6 separate regions of the Mus musculus genome follow, and regions 1, 2, 3, 5 and 6 are each linked to region 4. A link is a contact called in public promoter capture Hi-C data. All regions are on one chromosome and are shown on one strand. The core of a region is the stretch at or near the end of the contact, and the rest is flanking DNA. Distances in the headings are between cores, read along the strand shown. Region 1 holds the start of Rab5if (RAB5 interacting factor). Region 2 holds the start of Aar2 (AAR2 splicing factor homolog). Region 3 holds the start of Tgif2 (TGFB-induced factor homeobox 2). Region 4 holds the start of Rprd1b (regulation of nuclear pre-mRNA domain containing 1B). Region 5 holds the start of Epb41l1 (erythrocyte membrane protein band 4.1 like 1). Region 6 holds the start of Norad (non-coding RNA activated by DNA damage).

Region 1 (3,054 bases), core at 11-2,510, 1.2 Mb after region 4:
AAATAGAAGTTTGTTTTGAAGTGACAATGGGCACTGTGCTCCTGGCCACAGATAACCCTTGGCTGGCCAGCTAAGTTCTAGAGAGTCTCCAGGAAGAAAAACTATTAACTTCAGTTCCCACCCTTCCTGTACAGCGACTTTTGAGAAAGCCAGAGTTAGGAAAGTGTGGTGGTGGAGAAGTGTGTGCTTAGGCCTGTGCCAGCTCATCTAAGTTTCACCCAACAAAGAGCACTCAGGTTTGTGAACTGCCCTGGACTCCAGACACCAGTCCTTGGACCGGGGAAGATAAAAAATATGACACAGCAGTTCACAAAGACGACAGGTTTTGCAAGAGCTGGGCAGGGCTGGGGGCAGGCCAAGGGCACCTTCAGGAAGTACTCCCCCCCTCCATGGCGGAACTGAAGGGAGGGAAGCCCAATTTCAACAGTCCAAACAACGGAAGGAGTCCAAATATAGCATTCTTTTCAAACCATCTAGAATCGGGCTGAATGGTGACAGGCTTGAAGATCACAGAATGGAGCAATGATAGGAGGCGTCCAGGCTCAGATCCTCTGGAGATGACCAGCGAGTGCATCTTTAAGTCCCCAACCTCTTCTAACCCATGTCTAGCGACTTTCTTACTAACTCACACCCTCTTAAGGTGGTCTTAGAACCGGCTCTCGAATCTTAAAGCTCACAGGGCATGTCTTCTTTCTCATCTAAGCGAGCAAGGACAGAGCCACCCCTCGCAATGTGCAAAGTAAACGCACTTCAGGGATTCCGCACCCGGCACGTGCGCAGTCTTCAGAAGCGCTAACTACTCCGGATCCTGCGGAGCAAACGGCGGGGGATAGCAGGGGCTCCGCTCGCTCCACTACGCGCCGGCCCCCTTGGCACCCCGCTCCCTGCTCCCATGGCCGCGCCCGGCCGATTGGCCGGGGCGAGGGAGACCCGGGCCCGTCCTCCCTCGCCGGGCCTTCTGCACCTTGTCGTCCCAGGCCGCGTCGCTCCGCAGCACCTTGCTCCACACGGACACCTTGAGGGCCCCGTTGGCCAGCTGCGGCTGAGGCGGCTCCTCCTTCCGCCGCCCGCCGCTCATCCTCCCGTCGCGCCGCCCGAGCCGGGCGTGGGGCGCGCGGGCCAAGCCGAAGGGAGTCGGGGTCTGGGACCGCGGGACTCGGCGCGCGGGGCGGCAGCGGTAGTCCGGGCAGCGAGGGACAGTGGCCCGCCGAGGCTCTGCTCGCTCTGCCCAGCGGCCGGCTCGCTAAGCTCCACGGAGCAGGCGCCGCCGAGGGAGGGGCGGGGCCCTGATGACGTGCGCACGCAGCCAATCGGCGGCCACGCGGCGGTCGGCTCCGAAGCTCGGCGACGCCTCGACGCGAGCGTCCCCTCCGGTGGGCGGAAGTGACAGAAGCTTCCGGCGGACGCCAGGGGACGGTGAGCGAGAAGGGACAAGTGCGGCCCGGAGGCGATCTGTGCGCGAGGAGGCGCTGTGAAGACTGAGGCACAGCCCCTCCGAGGAAAGCCGAGATTGTACGTTTCCTTGCCGGCTGAGCCGCGGCTCGTCCCCCGGAGCGACACAAAGAAGAAGTGGCCTTGCATCCTGCTCCGCCTCCCGAGCCGGGTCCTTGGTCCCCGGAAGCCCTGGGCTGCCCCACTGGAGTTACCTTCTGTGCGTTCTCTCCTAAACCTACACGTTATTCACGACTTTGTTCATGACTATGGAAAACAAAACAAAAACAAAAACCAAACCAAAGTTCCCTCGCCTGGCGATGGTGCAAGCCTGTCTACCTGCTGGAGGATGGTAAGTCCCCGGTCACGACAACCTGTCTCAACGGGAAAAAAAACAATTCTGTGAACCCTAACGTCTCCTCTTGCTCAGCGTTCTCTTCTGAGATCCGAATGTGAAGCTGAGATCCCAAGAGAGAAATTCTTTCCTAAGGATGAGGCAAGTTGAAACCAGGGGAGAACCCCACTAGGGGGAATAGAAAAGTAGTAGGTGTCGGGCTAGCTACCCCGTCCTCACTGTGTGTTGTTAGCACTTCCCAGGATGTGTTTTGAAAGGACAGAAGGAGCAGCACCCCCTGCGAACTTGTACAAAGACACGTTGTGGTGTACACTGTGACTCGTCTGCAGTCCAAACCCGGGGAGGAATGTTAGGCTGGCCTGGCTACATTCCAAGATCCCGTGCCCCGTCTGACCTGGGTTACACAGCGAAGCTGGTCTAGCATACAGAGTGAGAGATGCTGCCTCAAACAGACAAATGAGCAAAATCAGTCCCATCCTCCAGATGGTGCCACACAGGATGTGCTATGCTAAGGGATATCACTAAAAAACAAAAGAAAAGAAAAACCCCCCAAGAATTGTTTATTATGTATACATCGTTCTGGCTGCATGTTTGCCTGCAGGCCAGAAGAGAGGTTACCAGATCACATTATAGATGGTTATGAGCTACCATGTGGTTGCTGGGAATTGAACTTAGAACCTCTGGAGGAGCAGCTAGTGTTCTTAATCTATGAGCCATCTCTCCAGCCCGGAACATCACTTTTATGCAGTGAGTTTATAAAGGCAAAGTAATTTGCCTGGAATCATTGAGTTAGTAGTTGGGTTTATTTTACTCTAAATCCGAGTTCTTTTCTTTTTAAAAATAATTATTTCATTCCATAGTATGGGTGTTTTGCCTGCAGTGTGTGTGTGTGTGTGTGTGTGTCTGTGTGTGCACCACTTTGTGTGCCTGCTGCCTAAGAGGGCGACATATCTCCTACAGATAGTTGGGCGCAGTCATTCAGGTGCTTGGAATTGATTTCTTTTTTAAAAGTTTATTTTATATGTGTGTGTATATATATATATATATGTGTGTGTGTGTGTGTGTGTGTGTGTATACACAAATATATATGTGTATATATATATACACACACACACACACACACATATGTACATATATATGCTGTTGCTGTCTTCAGACACACAGGAAGAGGGCATTGAATCCCATTACATATGGTTATGAGCCATGATGTGGGTGCTGGGAATTGAACTCAGGACCTCTGAAAGAGCAATCAGTGCTCTTAATTCTGT
Region 2 (3,291 bases), core at 29-2,528, 1.5 Mb after region 4:
GCCCAGCCTGGTCTACAAAGTGAGTTCCAGGACAGTCAGGGCTACACAGGGAAACCCTGTCTCGAAAAAACAAAACAAAACAAAACGAAAGAAAGAAAGAAAGAAAGAAGGAAGGAAATCATTTTTAGACAGAAAGCTATCTGAAATAATGAGAAAAGTTACACAGAAGCCAGAAGAGGATGCTGAATTCCCTGACACTGGAGTTAGAGGTGGGTTTAGCACCATGGCGCCCTTAGGAACTGAGTCCAGGTCCCCTGGAAGAGCAGACAAGTCTCTTAACCACCAAGTCATCTCTCCAGCACCAAGAAGAGAACTTTTAAGCTATTGGAATGCCACAAGTAACAAGGATAGGAATGGTTCCAAGAAGACATGTGCTTGTATATACATGTGATCACAGCATAAAAGTCTTGTGACTGTAGTTCACAGTAAAAAAAAAAAAAAGTCTGAAACACAAACGAATACTCTTCACAAGCCTGCAATACAGAGACAACTCCTCAGCGTATTCACCGCCTTCCAAGAGTGGAGAGTACTTGGTCCTCAATGCGTTCTCTATCTGGCTTTAGGGAATGGCCCGAAAACGCTGCATGAATTTCCCTGGGCAACTCTTCAGCTAATTTAATACCACCCCAATCCGAAGGATTGTTCTAACCACACTGGCTTCTTTCTTACCCTCACACCAGAGAAAACTCTACCCATAGCACTTGGTCACACAATTATTTTTCTTTTTTTAATCTTAGTAAAGCCTCCTCGACCCGGGACTAAGTCAAATGTTGGTGATGACACTCTGGCTACCCTGTTGCCGTTCAGTTCCAGGGACAGGTGTGTAACTTTGTGTACTTGGTTGAAGACTGTCATGCCCACAAGACTCGAGTCCCTGATGCCTAGCATACACACGAAGCTTAATTTTTTTTTTTTAACTTACGATAATATGCACTTTAAATAAAGCCAGGAAGCCGGGTAGGTGACTTACCGGAAGCCACGCAGATCCAGCTCGAGTGAGTCTCGTTCTCTGGTTACAGTTAAAGGGGTGTGGGGGGAAGTTCCTTCGGGAGCCCCAGAGACCCTGACCACGGTGTCCTCAGGGACGGGTTCTCAGGAAGAAAGGCCTCCTCAGACACCAGCTCACAAAGCCAGACTCCGCCAGCGCGATTCTGAGACAAGAAGCGAGGTGGCCCGACCACACACAAGGAAACCGGAGGCCGAAAGGCGCACCGAGGGCCGACACTCACCGTAGCACCTCAAGCTCCGGTTCCGCGGAAACGGGACGGAAGTTCGGCTGCTTTGGTGCCGGATAGGTGCTACGGAAAAAGTAGTCCGGCGGAGCCCCGAGTCTCAGAAGAAATGGCCCGTGCTTCCAGGTTCCTCACGATAAGCACTTCATTTTCTTCTTACTGTTTCGTTTTACTTCCCGAATTATAAATAACGACTTTAATTAAACTATCCACTTTATATCCCCGTCCAGAAACATACTCACCATCCACAGTCCTTTTGGTCTCAAGCAGACACGGGCTGGCCAAAGCATGGTTCAGGTGTTGGCACACAGTAGCCACAGACTGGCTCAGTCATGGTTGGTCCTCTTTAGCCACATTTCCTATGCCGGTCACCATGTCAAAAGTTCCCTATTATCTCCAAGTCCCGGCTTCCAGACACATTCATCCCTAGTTTCAGAACCAAGGCTGTTGCCTGAAGGGAGAACCAGTCCCTTCAAACGCAAACACAGCAGTTCCTCTGGAAATGACCACCCAGTGTTTTCCAGGCCTTACAGAATACAGCAGTCAAGCTATAAATGTGCACTGAGTGAGGAAACCTGACTGTCTTTTTCTTCTCTATTTCCTTAGAACCTAGCACATAGCCCTCATAAATGTACTGTGTATTTAATAACAAATCAAATGATGTGTATAGTAAATGACTATCCATAGGCCTTGCTGTATTAGTCAGGGTTCTCTAGAGTCACAAAACTTATGGGTAGTCTCTATATAGTAAGGGAATTTGTTGATGACTTACAGTCTGTAGTCCAGCTCTCCAACAATGGTGAGCAGCAGCTGTGAATGGAAATCCAAGGATCTAGCAGTTGCTCAGTCCCACAAGGCAAGCAGGTGAACAAGAGAGAGAGAGAATCTTCCTTCTTCCAATGTCCTTATGTAGGTCTCCAGCAGAAAGTGTGTGCCCAGATTAAAGGTGTGTGCCATCACACCTGGATCTGGAACTTGCTTTGTCCCACATGACTTTAAACTCAGAGATCTCCCCTGTCTTAATCTTCTCGGATTCATAACCACTATGCCTCAAGATTTCCATGCCATTATCCAGGTCAGACACTTGCATCTCCCAGCCTCCAGATTAGGGTCACTGTGAGCCTACCAATTCTGGATTGTAGTTCATTCCGGATATAGTCAAGTTGACAACCAGGAAGAGCCAGTACACTAACCTTGTGCTCAGTGGTTCTGTACATCAGAACTCCACCATGAGCCAGAGCTACTGGGAGATACATAGATACTACTTCTAATCTCCTCACTAACCATAGCCAAGATGTGACCCTCCTCTAATCTTGTACTGCCAACTTTCCCGACCTGATTGTAAGCTTGTTTATCTATAAAGGCAGGATTCTCAAAGGCCTTCAGTCTCTTCTTCGGGTGACTTTACCAAGACTGGCTGTAGCTACAATGGCTGACAGAGCAGAAGACAAATAACCTCCAACTTCACTATTGCCCACCTGCCTCTTAAGTGGCCTTCCTACAGCACTGATGGTTGTCAATGGAGAGAAACCATAAAAGCATGCCCAAATTCCTGGAAAAGCCTTGCTATTCCCAGAAAGGACGGGAGTCCCTCTGCCCCCTTTACTGGCTATTGATTGATTGCATCATACCTGCATATCTATAAGCCCGGGTTGGTAAAGGGCTTGATCTGAGTTTAATCTCCCATCTCTGTTCCTATCCCTTGCTGATAGATATGTCCTCCATCTTTTTACTGGTGCTACAATTCTGGGAGAAGAATGACCAAGTATAGGGATAAAGACTTGGCAATTAGGATTCTCAATTTACAAAAGAGGAAACTGAGCTTCACAGAGGCACCACAAACCCCAAGAGTACAAACAAACAAACAAACAAACAAACAAACAAACAAACAAACCATGTGATCTAAAAGCAGCTGGAGTTCTAGCCCCTGTGCTGCTGCTTCTTGTGTGTCATTGTTCCCCAGCGACAGCTGACCACATCAATCTGCCCCACTCACAACTTCACAATTCATGTTTTAGGGGGCTGCAGACTAGGCTAGACAGGGCAATCATAGTTAATC
Region 3 (3,083 bases), core at 543-3,042, 1.2 Mb after region 4:
TGAACTTTCCCCACCTCTGGGTCCTGCACCCTAGGGTTGTCTGCAGGTTAGACACACACGCACACCAGCGATACCTCAATTTCCCTCCTGCAAGTTGAGCGCTGTTTAAATAACCGACCCGACCCACTGCTCACATCCCGCAAGTTCCCAGAGTTTTACAAACACACATAGCTAAATTTACACACTATACCTAGGACCAACGACTAGACTATCGAAACTAGCCCAACTCCTGCACCCGCCCACCCACGAACTCCAAGTGACCTGCCCACCCACGATCTCTCCGACCCAGGAGCACGCACGTCACCACACCGGCCATCCATCAGTTTTTTATACAACTGGGTTATTGGAGGCACCCCTTGGACACTGCACCCCATCAATCTCCTACACACTCCCACAACACCATCTGCAGCCACTCCCACAGGAACTTTCTGACAACTCGCCCAGCTCCAGATACAATCCCCCGGGCCGCACACTGAGGCTGGAGTTCCCAGCAGTTCACACAAAGCGCGCAGCCTCCCCCGCGGCCCAGACGCAACGGAGCACATGGCTCATGGGGCGCCGACGAATCCGCCGGCGCTCAAGGCACCCTCACTCAACTGTCCCCCACCAGAGTCACGGTGCGAGCAACAGCTCCCCTGTCGGTCCGCCACCCGGCGCTTGGGGGTTGGGGGGGGGGGACGACTTTGCAAGGAAAAAAAAAAAACTCACGTGTCCATTTTGGGACAGGAAAAAGTTTAGTTCCCAGCCCGTTCCCTGGTACTCCGCGCAGGGTGACTCTTGGGGCGCGGGGCCGCCGGAGCGTGCGCGCTCGGCTTTGTGCTCCGAACTCGGCCCGGAGGGGGAGGGGAAAAGAGGGGGCTGGGCTCCAACCTCCGCGCCGCCCCCCCCCCCCAACTCTGCGCCTGGACTCCATGTTGGCCGCCCCCCCTACATCGGGGACGCGCACAGCCCCCGCAAGACGCTCGGCTGCCCTTCGCCTGGTCCCGGGGTCCCGGCGCGCACAAACTTTCTCCGCGTCGCCAGCCCCACGCGCCCCACAGCCTTGGCCCGCCTGGGAGTGACAGATGCCTCGGAGACAGACTTTCCTTTGTTCCAAAGGAAAGGGGAACTCGCGCGGGCTCCCAAGCCCTCTCCGTCGGAGCCCCGCCCGCGGCCCCCACCTCCAGCTGTCACTCGGCGGCCCCCGGTCCCGCTCTGTCGCCGTGCGGGAGGGGGGGGGGCTGCCGGCGGTTAGCAACGTGCACTTTTGAAACCAAACAAACCCGCTCCCCGCGCGCTCACCCCGCTGCAGGGCACCGGCTGCCCTCTCCCAGAGGAGCTTTGGGAGCTTTGGGAGCCGAGCCCTCCCTCAAGGACCCCGAACAGCGCCCCCCCCGCCAACCCCGGCATTCCGCGCCAGCGTTCCGCGGTCCCGACTCACACACACCCCCGGGGCTCACACACCCACTGTCGCACGCGCCGGGACGACGCCCCCTCCCCCGCCCCGTCGCCCCAAGAAACTTTCCAAGTTGTCCGCGCGCCTCCTCCCGCGTCTCCAGCCCCTCGGCGCCCCGCACTCACCTTCCCTGGCGGCTTTCCGGCCCACGCGGCCTCGGTGGGGTGTGGGACCACCCGGCCGGGGCGGGGGGCACCGGGGGAACGCGCCGCGTACCTGCCGGGTCTGACACCCGCCTGACAGCTCGCGGCTGGAAAGCACCTCGCGACCTGACGTCAGATCCCCTCTCCTCCCATCCCGCCTGCCGCACCCTCCCCCACCGCCCCGAGGCAGAAACAAACTTTGTGCAGAGCGTGGCCAGCTACGCCCACCCTCGGGGGCGGGCCCGCAGAGCCAGGGGGCTTCGCCCCGCCCACGCGTCGGAGGGGGCGGGCCCGCGGCACCTCCTTCCTGCGCCCACCCACCTTAGGAATGCCGCATGGCCGGGGCCCGGGGCGGAGCGGTGGGACCAGGGCTCCCGGAGTCAGCTCCAGGGCAGGAAGTGGCCCGCTCCTCCTTTCAGAGAGTGTTTCCGGAGCGCCTACTGTGTGCTCCTCCATGGGGGTGGGGGCACTACCAGGCACAAAGGGTGCCAGTCCCCGTACCTTTGTAAGTTCGCCTCCTCCTCTGGGAGCTTGCCCTTGTGGGGATGGGGAAACTGAGGCTCAGTCGGCTCAGAGTAACTCCCAGGTGCTAAAGGACCAGTTGTTTTGTCCGCTCATAAGGCAAACGGCGCGGCGAAGACCACTTGGGATAAAACCCCAAGCCTAGCGCAGATGGTCGGCCAGGGGTGAGTACAGGCTGCACCCCAGGAGCGTGAGTGAGGCAGGCACCGTGTCGCAATTTGGAGGTGGCCGCATTTACTCGCTGGTCCCTGCCTTACCACGTGTGCCAGTGTCCTTTGGCCAGGTGGGTCTGATGATAGAGCCGAGCCTTTCCCTTGGTGGCTAACCCCAGTTGGAGAGGGTGAGGCTAGGCGCTTCCAGCGGTCCAGGCTAGGGTCATTTTACCTCAAGTTTTCCTTGCGTCCAAGTTCCCTGACTGTTTGTCTGTCTCTTGCTATCTGCATAAGTGTGGCATAGCCTAACTCCAGCTAACAGGCCTTTTCTGGGTTTGTGATCATATAGGCCCAGAAACCTGAGACCCACGTGCCAGAACCAACAGCATCCGAACAGTCTTCCCTGATTGTTATTTTTTTTAATGCTGTTATCTTCTAATCATTTTACTGTTGAGTTTGGGTCTTGGGTCAGACTTAAGAGTGGCGCACCTGCTGCAGCTAAGTGACAGAGACAACAGCTGTCATTGCTGCAGCAGACTCAAGCTTTTGTTTTTCGTTGTACTGTAGTCACAAAAACTTTGGCAACCAAAGTTAAGTTTTCCTACCAGAAGGCCCTAAGCCAGTCAGGATGCCGATTAAAAGCATCTTAAGGTGGGTTTCATAGAAGCCGGACTTGCCTGGAAATCCTTGAAACCAAGATGGCCATCCAAAATCAAAAACATTGCCCAGAACCCTCTTTTTTACTGATGGTGACACCAAGTCTCAGAGAGTTGGTCACAAGCAATTTCTTAGCCAAGTCATATTCCAGCCACAGACCTTTGAAAGAATGAA
Region 4 (3,162 bases), core at 181-2,680:
CAGAAACAGGCGGGTCTGAGTTCGAGGCCAGCCTGGTCTACATAGGGAGATCCAGACCTGTAAAGGCTAAAGGTTCTGTCCCAAAGCAAAAACAAAAGCAACCCGCATAAAGATAGCAGCACATAATAAAGCCACAATAACATAAACTACCATCATCTCCATTTTCTATATAAGGAATAAAGGACATAGAGGTTAAACTGTTGGGTTCAGTGACAGATAGACTTAACTTCCAGACAGTAGCCAGAAACAACTTGCATCCAACACCGGGCCTGGCAAGAAACAGGTAGCGCTCGGGGAATATCGTGAGAGTCTGAATTTAGTGGCAAGGGCAGAAGGCTACCCAATTTACCATCCTGTTCTCAAGTCTATGGATAGTAACTAACACGGAGTCAAGGCTTTGGAAGTACAGGTAAGTTTGTATCCGTTTTACAGATTAGAATACACCGGCACAAGGATATGAAGAAACGTTCCCAGGATCACTTAGCTAGAACACGTTTGCACCAGGTCTTAATGTGGGCAGTCTGACCAGAGACGGCTGGATCGTATTCCAATTGCCCAACACGGGGCTCCCAGCTCCAAACACAGCCACGATTTAAAACAAAAACAAAAACAACTGTCGTAAGGTGTGAGGGGGAAGCCTGATGAGGGAAGGAGCTGAGTAACTTCAAGTCTGGGCATTTGCGCCCTTGGAACTTCAGACGAATCTCCCATACCTTACCGGGCCTCAGTTTCCCTCTCCAAGTCATAAAATAACACCGTTTCCAACCTCAGACCCTCCATCAGAGCCCCAGGCCTGCAAAACAAGGCTTAAGAAGCCACAGGGCTGCGGGAGAGTGGATGAGGGAACACAGCCATGGGAGAGCCGGGGTGCGGGTGATCACCTTTGCGGAGCTCGCGGTGCCACACGGAGACGATGGGTCCTGCGTGCTTGCGGTGGTGGATGAGCCACAGGGAGAGGGTCTGCACGCTCTGCTGAGAGTTGCTCAGCTCTGAGAGCTTCTTTTCCAGCGCCGATTCTGAGAAGGAGGACATGGTGGCGGTGGTGGGGAGCAGCCCGGGCCGCCCGATGAGACGGGGAAAGCGACCGCACTCGGCCCAGGCCTCCGCTGACAGGCTGCAGGGCTCTCCGCCGACTGACAGACAGCTCGGGGTACCAGGTGGGGGGAGGGGACAGGTCTCCGCAGTAACAGCCGCCCGCGCCGCCGCCACAAGATGGCCACCCGACCTCTCACCCCGCCGCCACGGGGGTCAAAGGGCAAGGGCCACAGCCGGGCGCCGAGAGGCTTCGGAGCCGGAGGAAAACGATCCTTAGGAGGCGGCAGTATCCTTGGTCCCTGACTTCTAGCCGGCCAGGCCGAGGGAACAAATCCAGGTCCTCGAACACCGAAAATGCGCTTTAACCGCTCGCGCCCGCGCGCCGGCGCAGTGAGCCTCACCGGAACCCTTTTTCCCGCTCCGCAGAACCTTTCTGGCGCGGCGCGACGCACTACTTAGTCGTCATTTCCGCCTAGGGTGCAGGAGGCGGGAGAGTGAGGGAAAGACTGGAAGACGAGGTAAGAGTGGCGGGAGTGTAAGGGAGCCCAGCCGCTTAGGAGCGTCCAGAAACGAATCCTTAGGACACACTGAGGCAGGAAGCGCGGGAGCTGGGTGTGGGAAGGGCCGCGTCGCTTTGGTGGCTGGCCTAGGCCACACCTCCCTCCGTGCCTGGGCCCCTCTCCCCAGCGCTCCTCTAGTTCCTTTAAAGACACGAACTCTTGGCAGGGCTCCCCACTTTGGTTCCTGTTCTGACTTCCGAAGTGATACCCCTTTTCTCACCTGGTGGAACTGCGCCGTCTACTGACCTCTACTGAGTCTGGCCCCACACACACACAACTTTTTTTTTGGAGGGGTGTGATGGCTCCAAGTGCTTGCTATGCAAGAATGAGGATTTGTGTTCCCATCATTAAAAAGCCCAAGTTGGTGGGCCAGGTCTGTAACTTCAGTGTTCTGGGGCTGAGACAGGAAGATCGCCGGAGCTTGCTAGATGCCTGCTTAACTCCAGGTTCAGTGAAAGACTCAGTCTCAAAAGAATAAGCTGGAGAGTGATTGAGCGGGACACCTGACGTCCTCTGTGCGTGCACCCCCCCCCCAACACACATACCTACAACTCCCTGACGTTGTTGAACTTATTAGATGTGAGTCCCCTCCCAGCCTAAAAGACATTCCTATAGTTGATGCCTGGTTTTCTTAACTTCTCTGTCCCTAATATACATGCTTTGACCCTTCTTCACCTGGAGTGCATCATGATCATAGCTAGTGTAGTTGAGAAGTTTCTATGTGCTAGACACTTTTCAAAGCTATGAGGTAAGTGTTATCGTCTCACGGTTTAACAACTGAGGAAACAGGTTACAGAGGTGTGGTGATCACATAAGTTTCAAGCTCACAGAGCTAAGATCTGAATGAAGAGAGTGTATCTAAGTGTGTCCCAGCATCTGGAATCAAAGCTGAATTCATAGCTGATTGAATTAACGCACAAGTCAACACCTTATAATGATATAGGGAGGCAGAGGCAGGTGGTTCTCCTGAGGGTTCCAGGCCAGCTTGGTCTGTGCAGTAAATTCCAGACCAGCTTTTAAGACCCCACCTTACAAAAAAGCTCGGGCTTTTGAGACCTCATCTAAATAGTTGCTGAGTACTGAGTAACTCATGTTCTGAGTACCCTTTGTACTAAGTCTATGTATCCAGATGTTACTATTTTAAATGTCAGTCCTTAACAACAGTGCTCTGGCACGGGGATTGCTATCACCATTTGATAATGAGAACACATGAGATTCGAGTGAGTTACCTGTCCAGAGCTGCTTGGGCATAGCCAGGAAATGGCAAAACTAGAATTCAGTCAAGGCCTGACTCAGTCAAATCACCTGATCCCAAATTCCTCACATATTAGCCAAAGGTTCCTTCATTCAGTGAATAATTTCTGAGCATCTGTGTTTGAAGCACTGTTCTGGGAAAACAGACAAGCTGTCCCTGCCCTTGGGAACTTGCCTTCTAGAGAAGAGAAAAATGGACATGCAAGTATAAAATGAAACAAAAAAATGATTTTCATAAAAATCCAGGAAGCCAAGGGGGTAGGGAATGCATGGGCTTGAGAAAATGTAAGTTGGTCACATAGAAGTATGTTAT
Region 5 (3,344 bases), core at 155-2,654, 1.6 Mb after region 4:
ACTGTCCCCATCCTGGCTCGCCAATACACAAACAGCTTACACACTCATAAAAAAAAAAAACAAACCAGATATACCAGAACTTATCAAAACAAATGCACATATACATCCAGAGATATTTTGTTTATTCTTCATCAGTAAAATGTACAAATGCACCTAAATGCACAAGAAATATACAGGGAGAATGCACACACTCACCCAGACTAGACATGCATGCAGTGCCCAAAACATGGGGGAAGAGATACAGAAACACATCTCTCTCAAAGTATGAAGACCTTCTGAGAGGGGATTCCTTGGAGTGGGGCGCTGGCCATTTAAGATAGTGATCAGTTTTACTAGTCTTTGTAGGGTACCTAGGCTGCTGCCCTTCCGAACAGTGTCCAGGGTGAGGGTGGAGGGTACCTAACCAGGCTGGGCTGTAGCTGGCCAGGGTGATGGTCGTTACACAGCAAGGAAACATATCACAGAACCCCGCTGAGGGGCCTCTGTTGCTTCTACCCACACCCATGCCTGCGCACAGACACACCCTCTTCACACCTAATCCCCCACCCCACCCCTCACAAACACACACCCGGGATTTGAGCAGGCCACGCCCTCTGCTTCAGCTCAGCTGGGAGCCAGGCTCCACTGGCAGTAGGGCTCTCCCGTACCCCGGGTGTGGCTGCCCACCTGCCAGCAGGGAGTCTCCACTCAGCTAAGACGCCCCCGCCGCTGCTGCTACCCACTTCCTCGGCCAGTGCCGGGCTCCGGGCGACGCCAGCGCCTCGGCTGCCGCCCCCACCCCCTTCCTCCCGGCAGTGCGGAGACAAAGCCGAGCACACGCACACAGGGGCTACGCGGGTGCACACCCGCCCTCACACGCGCACACACACGGGGAGTCACACTGGCGTGCACACAGCGAAACACACACACACGAACACTCACATACACCCGCCATAGGCTTCAGCCACAAGCGAAGCCATCATCAGCATAGGCACACTGCCTCATCCAGATGTACACACTGTTACACATTGGGACACACCCTCTCTAGGCACATCTCCGGATAAGCAAACCAGGGCACACAGACCCTTACCAGATTAGTACACCACCCAGCCCCTTACTCAGATGCACACGCACGTACACACCACTTGCACCGACCCACAGACACACGCGCGTTCACATTAAACGCACACCCGGAGATGTGGACCCCGACACGTACCCGCAAAGACACGAATCGTAGCTTCGGCCACGCACGTCCTCCAGCACGCGAGCTCGGGACGTAGCAACAGCCTGCTCGGTCTCCGCGCCCTGCTAACCTGGCGGCGGCGGCGCGGCTTCCGGGAGCCGTCTGTCTGTCTGTCTCTGAGTCCCTTCGTCCAGTGGCCGCCCAGGCAGGCTCCAAGACGCTCCGGAGCTGCGCAGAAATGCCCCGCTCGCTCTCTCGCTCGCTCGCTCGTTCGCTCCCTCCCACGGCGCTCAGCCCCCTCCCCGCCCGCTCCGCACACCCCCTCTCCCCCTCTGCCCCGCCCCGCCAGCTCCCTGGGAGGAGGCGGCGGCGATCCGGGCCAGGCAGCGTCCGAAGGGTGTGCGAGTAGCGAGCGCGACCCACTGGCCCCAAGAGCCGAGCTGCCCAGGAGCAGGCGCGTCCGATCCCAGGGAGGGGAACTCGGAGGGGTGTGCGCCCCGCGAGCCCGCGCCGCTGGCTTCCCCCACGTGGGACAGACGCCCACCAGAGCCTAGGCAGAGCTCAGAGGCCGAGGCGAGCAGCGGGACCACGAAGACGAGACTCTCCACGGAGCCTCCTCTCCCTCCAGGTCCCAGCCCCGTGGGCTCGGCCTTACTCCACCTCCTAGAGAGTCGCCACCGGCACCAAGTCTGCTTCACCTCGCCTTTGACTGAGAGCTTGGCGTTCAGGCCGGTAGCCTGGGCTAACCTGGGGGACCAGCAGCACCACTGGCCTCCACTCCCTCCAGCAGGGACCTGGCCGACGCCCACTACCCTTCAGCCTCCCTCCTATTGTTCGGGCGGCCTAAGCTGCGGAGCTGTGGAGGACCACGCAGCTCTTTCCAACCAGTCTGAGGTGGCAGTCCTTTGGCACTCTTTGGAAGCAAGGGCCGAGCCCCTGGTCCCAAGACCCTGGGGACCCACAGGCCCAAGCATGCCCAAAGTCAAGCGTTTCTCTGAATTATGATTATATCCGCCCTGGACCTTACAGGCTCCTGCCGGAAGGTACTGCTTTGAACACACACGTAAAGCTAAGCATAGGAAAAGGACAAAGTAACGAAAACAGTGAACCTAGAATAGTATCCATAGAAGGTAGGGCGTCTATGGGGTTAGCTGAAGAAACTGAGCTTGGGTTCCCAGAGCAAGGGCCAGACCTCAGAAGGCCAGGAATACCAAGCCTCCTTTGTTAGACTTTGAAGGGAAGAAAAGGAAGAAGTAAATGTAAGAACTTACCGGGTTTTATTAGAGGCCTCTGCATGGGTAACAACCTAGGCAAATGACTCCAAAATGTAAACACCTTCACCTCTTGTGACCTTACCTTATCTTAAGTGGTAGCTGGGATCCACCTGAGTCTGCCCCAGGTAGCACAGAATCAAAGGCTAGGCCAGTAATTCTGGTTCTTCACTGCGGTCCCATCTCCTCCTCCCCACCCCCACCACTCTGCTACAGGATGCTAAGAGCAGATTGGAATCAAACAGCTGAATAGATAAATCCAGAAGGGGAGGCCTGGTTTGGACCTCCAGGGACATTGATAAACTGAGAGGACAAAACTAAGGAAACCAAGGCCCTACCTAAGACAGGACTCAGCAGTGCTCACTCAGCCGCTCCACTGCATGGAAGAAATACTTCCATGTCTCATTTCATCTGTACAGTTGCAACAGACGGTAGCCGTGAGCACAAAGTCACTAAGGAGCTTGGAAAGGGGCAGAGGCAGGATCCTGGACGTTGATTTTGAACTCCCATATTTAGCCATCAGGCCAGCCCTGAATGTGAGGTGGCAGTAATTGACCTACTCCAGTCAGCACCCACCATGACAGGATTCTGTTTATGGGTGTTTTCTGTCTCCATGTAGTTTCCTGATACCAAGCACAGACCCTGATTCGGAGACCTAATTTGTTAAACAACTATCTCATGGCATGGGCATGGCTCCGATGCCCTCTGCTCTGGGGCGAGGGACTGTTATCACTGGTTTTAGATGAAGCGGAGGAAATCTGAACTGCTAATCAGATCTGCTGCTGTCAGGAGGAGATAGAGACAGAGAGGAAGAGACAGCGAGAGACAGAGGGGCAGAGAGAACACTGTGGAAACCAGAATAAGTTTCCAGAAGATCTCGACAGGCTTGAAGACTGAGCTGGAACTTACAG
Region 6 (2,958 bases), core at 67-2,566, 1.6 Mb after region 4:
GGCATCTTGTGCTTCCTGATGTAGGTGCTGGGATCCAAACTCTAGTCCACTGATAGAGCAAGCACTAACTGCTGAGCCATCTCTCCAGGCCCAAGGATAGTGTTGCCATTGGCATGTTTTGTGGGGCAGAAGAGTGCTTATTACACAGCCTTGGCCAACCTGGAACTTGCTGTGTGGTTTGATCATAGTCAGTCGGATAACTGAGAGAGTGACTAACTGACCAGTGAGTGGAAGCAGTAAACAACAGCACACATTACATCCTGGAAGGATGGTATGGGGCATCATGGACTATGGGCAATGTAAAACGTACACAGTGACTATTTGGGAAATTATCCACTTAGTGTTTCTGGGAAGCAGTTCACCTCTGGGTAGCTGAAACGAAAAAGGGAACCCAGGGTCAGGAGAACTACTGTATACCATACGTCACCATCTGCTGTAAGGGCTCTCATCTCTGACCTTGTCCCTGATTCCGCTGACTTTCATGGCACATCTCAAAGCCCTTCAGTGGCTCTCATTTCTGTCTTGTATTCATTGACCAGATCCAACCCTCCTCTCTTCCCTGGCCTTAGCTCTTTGTGGAGCAGGTAAGGCCTATGTGGTCCATTTCATAGCCTGTTAACTGTTTGCTGTTCTCTTCTGTTAGGGAGGCTCTTTACACACACTCTGTGAGACTATGTTATCCCTTGCCTCCTTCAAGACTTTGTTCCAGGGGACTGGAGAGATGGCTCAGCTCAGCTGTCTATAATTCCAGTTCCAGGGCATCTAAAACTTTTACACAGACACAGATAGACAGAAACAGACAGGCAGGCAGACAGACAGACACACGCACACACACACACACCACCGTGGACAGAAACTGTGAGAGGGGTGATGTGGGGGGAGGGGTCCGATTTGCCTTCTTAGCCTCATGGAATAATAAATTCTATGGGGTTGTATTTGAGTAGATAAGAGGCAAGCAGTTCACTATCTTACTAGGTAATTAGTTTATAACACCACTTCTAGTGAGACTAGTGTAGTACTTCAGGCCCTTAGGCGTTTGCCTATAATTATTTTTATAATGTATCACAAATTGCTGGGACTGCTAGTGTGGGCTTTTTCTTTTTTTCTTTTTCACTTTTGGCCTTTTATTCTCCCCTTGGCCTTCTAGTCTCTACAAAAGATGTAAAGAGACTTAAAGAAAAAAAGACCCCCGCCCCCAACCCCAGGCTCCCCCCCCCCCCCCCCCCCCCCGCTCCCGGCCGGAACCTTGCAGTTGGGGAAACGTTAGCTCTCCGGTGGTGTTTTTGCGGGCTTCCGGTGCCGCTCCAGCCTGGGCGAGAAGAATTGCCAAGTCAGTTCCGGCAGAGAGCGCAGCGAGCTCGGGAGTGTGGCCTTCTTCGCCCCGGGCCCCTCACGGCCTCGGCCCGCGCCGGGTGAGCCCGAGGGGCCCGGGAGCAGCCTCGGTCCCTACTCTGCGGACGCCAGGAGCCCTCGCCCTCGAGGCAGCCACCGGCTAGGCCACGCGGCCATTCCGCAGCGACTCTTGCCCTGCCAACGATGCGCCTGCATGGCGGCGGCCTCCCCGACTCCACCGGCGCCCTCTCTCCAGGGCCGGGCCCACCGAGGAGTCCCAGCCAGGCCTTCGAGGACGCCTCGAAAGTGGCGGCGAGCGTGGCATGACGGGAAGAATGGCATCCACCTGAAGGCCAAGGCTGGGCCTTCGGGGCTTCTGCGGCCTAAGGCGGCGGGTCTGAGCAAGAACACTCTGCCATCGCCGGCTCGGGACGGGAGGCCCACCCGTGGCCGAGCACGCAGACCTGGATGAACCGAGGCCTCGATGGGCCTGGACGAAGGTGAGCGGGGCCCCGAATCACGGCGAGAGGAACGATCGATTCTTGGGCCGCGGGTCTTCCCTCCACCCGAGAGAAGCCGAGACGCGACAACCGCAGGCGGCCATTCGGAAACGCTGTCGCCGTAGAAGTCCTGTGTATATAATATGAAAAAGCTGCTCTCAACCTTTCCCCCGACCCTTTTTAGACTTCTGGCTAAATCTGGACGTCTAACTGTAGAGATTGCCGACGCAGGGTAAAGGAGAGGTAGGAGATGACGTGAATACCCAGTCGCCATAAAAAGAAGATCGTGGACACGTCTTCTGCAAGTGATTTTGAAATGGAATTGTTTAGGCCGCCTCTAGAAAGACCCAGGAGCGACACTCGTCCCTGTTTGTTCAGTACCTTAGAGGATCCAGCAGGAGGAAGAAGAGGCCCGGAGCCAGATTGGTCGTGTGAAGAAGACGTGTCTCTCTTTTTTATCCTATTGTATTGTGTATGCATTTTAGTCCTCATTTCTTACCCCCCACACCATGTTTGCGTGTGTGCCTGTGTGTGTGTATTTGAGTGTGTTTGAAAATGCCAGGTTTTGGGGGTAATGTCTTTCTAGCTGCTCTGAAGTGCCTGCCATATTTTATAAGTAGTAAACATGCTGTAAATACCTTTTTGTTAGGATTCATTTGAATTATTGTTTGGAGAAGAAAAGCCAAACCTCTCCTGAGTTGACCGCATTGTGTTTGTGCCCTGGTTCCCAGAAGGAAATCCAGAGCTCTAAGCTACTGTGGTCCGTGAGTGGAAAGGAACCACTATCTCCCACTATCCCATTTTGTTTGGCTTTTCTTTGTACATAGTGTATGTAAAGGACAAAGGGGTCCTAATTTACAACATCTAGTCACTCTAGATGTTAAAGAGGTTGCCAGTGTATGACAAAGTAGAGTTAGTAGAACAACACTTTTTTTTTTTTTTTTTTTTACATTTTGTGTTAAAGTTGTAATTACTCTTGTTACGTGTGCCATTTACTGACTGCTGTGTATATAGTGGACAACAGTCCTTACTTGAAACATCTGGTCTATCTAGATGTTTAGAAGTGCCCAACGTATGTTAAATGTAGAGGTAGTGAAATATCACTTTGTAAATATCTTTTTGCAAA

What was found. Promoter capture Hi-C pulls out the DNA fragments that hold promoters and counts their contacts.
Region 1: a contact with region 4 is called in a promoter capture Hi-C map of liver, with 2.9 times the contacts expected there. The contact joins the promoter of Rab5if here to the promoter of Rprd1b in region 4. A contact is called at or near these places in 2 of 39 promoter capture datasets (erythroid cells and liver).
Region 2: a promoter capture Hi-C map of liver shows a contact between it and region 4, with 3 times the contacts expected there. The contact joins the promoter of Aar2 here to the promoter of Rprd1b in region 4.
Region 3: a promoter capture Hi-C map of hippocampal neurons shows a contact between it and region 4, with 2.3 times the contacts expected there. The contact joins the promoter of Tgif2 here to the promoter of Rprd1b in region 4. A contact is called at or near these places in 4 of 39 promoter capture datasets (hippocampal neurons, liver and pre-B cells).
Region 5: a promoter capture Hi-C map of liver shows a contact between it and region 4, with 2.4 times the contacts expected there. The contact joins the promoter of Epb41l1 here to the promoter of Rprd1b in region 4.
Region 6: a contact with region 4 is called in a promoter capture Hi-C map of liver, with 4 times the contacts expected there. The contact joins the promoter of Norad here to the promoter of Rprd1b in region 4. A contact is called at or near these places in 2 of 39 promoter capture datasets (both in liver).

The regions. Positions count from the first base shown.
Region 1 is chr2:156,861,328-156,864,381 of GRCm38.p6, reverse strand. Rab5if (RAB5 interacting factor) reads right to left here and starts at 1,260. Exons shown (of 4, transcript NM_026124.3): 1 at 965-1,260. The coding sequence starts at 1,078. It overlaps 5430405H02Rik (RIKEN cDNA 5430405H02 gene), which reads left to right and starts at 1,437. Exons shown (of 3, transcript NR_027914.1): 1 at 1,437-1,783.
Region 2 is chr2:156,545,563-156,548,853 of GRCm38.p6, reverse strand. Aar2 (AAR2 splicing factor homolog) reads right to left here and starts at 1,278. Exons shown (of 4, transcript NM_026661.4): 1 at 971-1,278.
Region 3 is chr2:156,838,716-156,841,798 of GRCm38.p6, reverse strand. Tgif2 (TGFB-induced factor homeobox 2) reads right to left here and starts at 1,792. Exons shown (of 3, transcript NM_173396.3): 1 at 1,561-1,792. It overlaps LOC115486128, which reads left to right and starts at 551. Exons shown (of 5, transcript XM_030252280.1): 1 at 551-617; 2 at 800-2,083. The coding sequence starts at 551.
Region 4 is chr2:158,026,765-158,029,926 of GRCm38.p6, reverse strand. It overlaps Rprd1b (regulation of nuclear pre-mRNA domain containing 1B), which reads right to left and starts at 1,430. Exons shown (of 7, transcript NM_001291134.1): 1 at 882-1,430. The coding sequence starts at 1,032. It overlaps Tti1 (TELO2 interacting protein 1), which reads left to right and starts at 1,493. Exons shown (of 8, transcript NM_029282.2): 1 at 1,493-1,553.
Region 5 is chr2:156,419,151-156,422,494 of GRCm38.p6, reverse strand. It overlaps Epb41l1 (erythrocyte membrane protein band 4.1 like 1), which reads right to left and starts at 1,404. Exons shown (of 25, transcript NM_001368800.1): 1 at 1,196-1,404.
Region 6 is chr2:156,391,337-156,394,294 of GRCm38.p6, reverse strand. It overlaps Norad (non-coding RNA activated by DNA damage), which reads left to right and starts at 1,316. Exons shown (of 1, transcript NR_024329.1): 1 at 1,316-2,958. All of the region lies in intron 2 of Gm14170 (a long non-coding RNA gene), which reads left to right.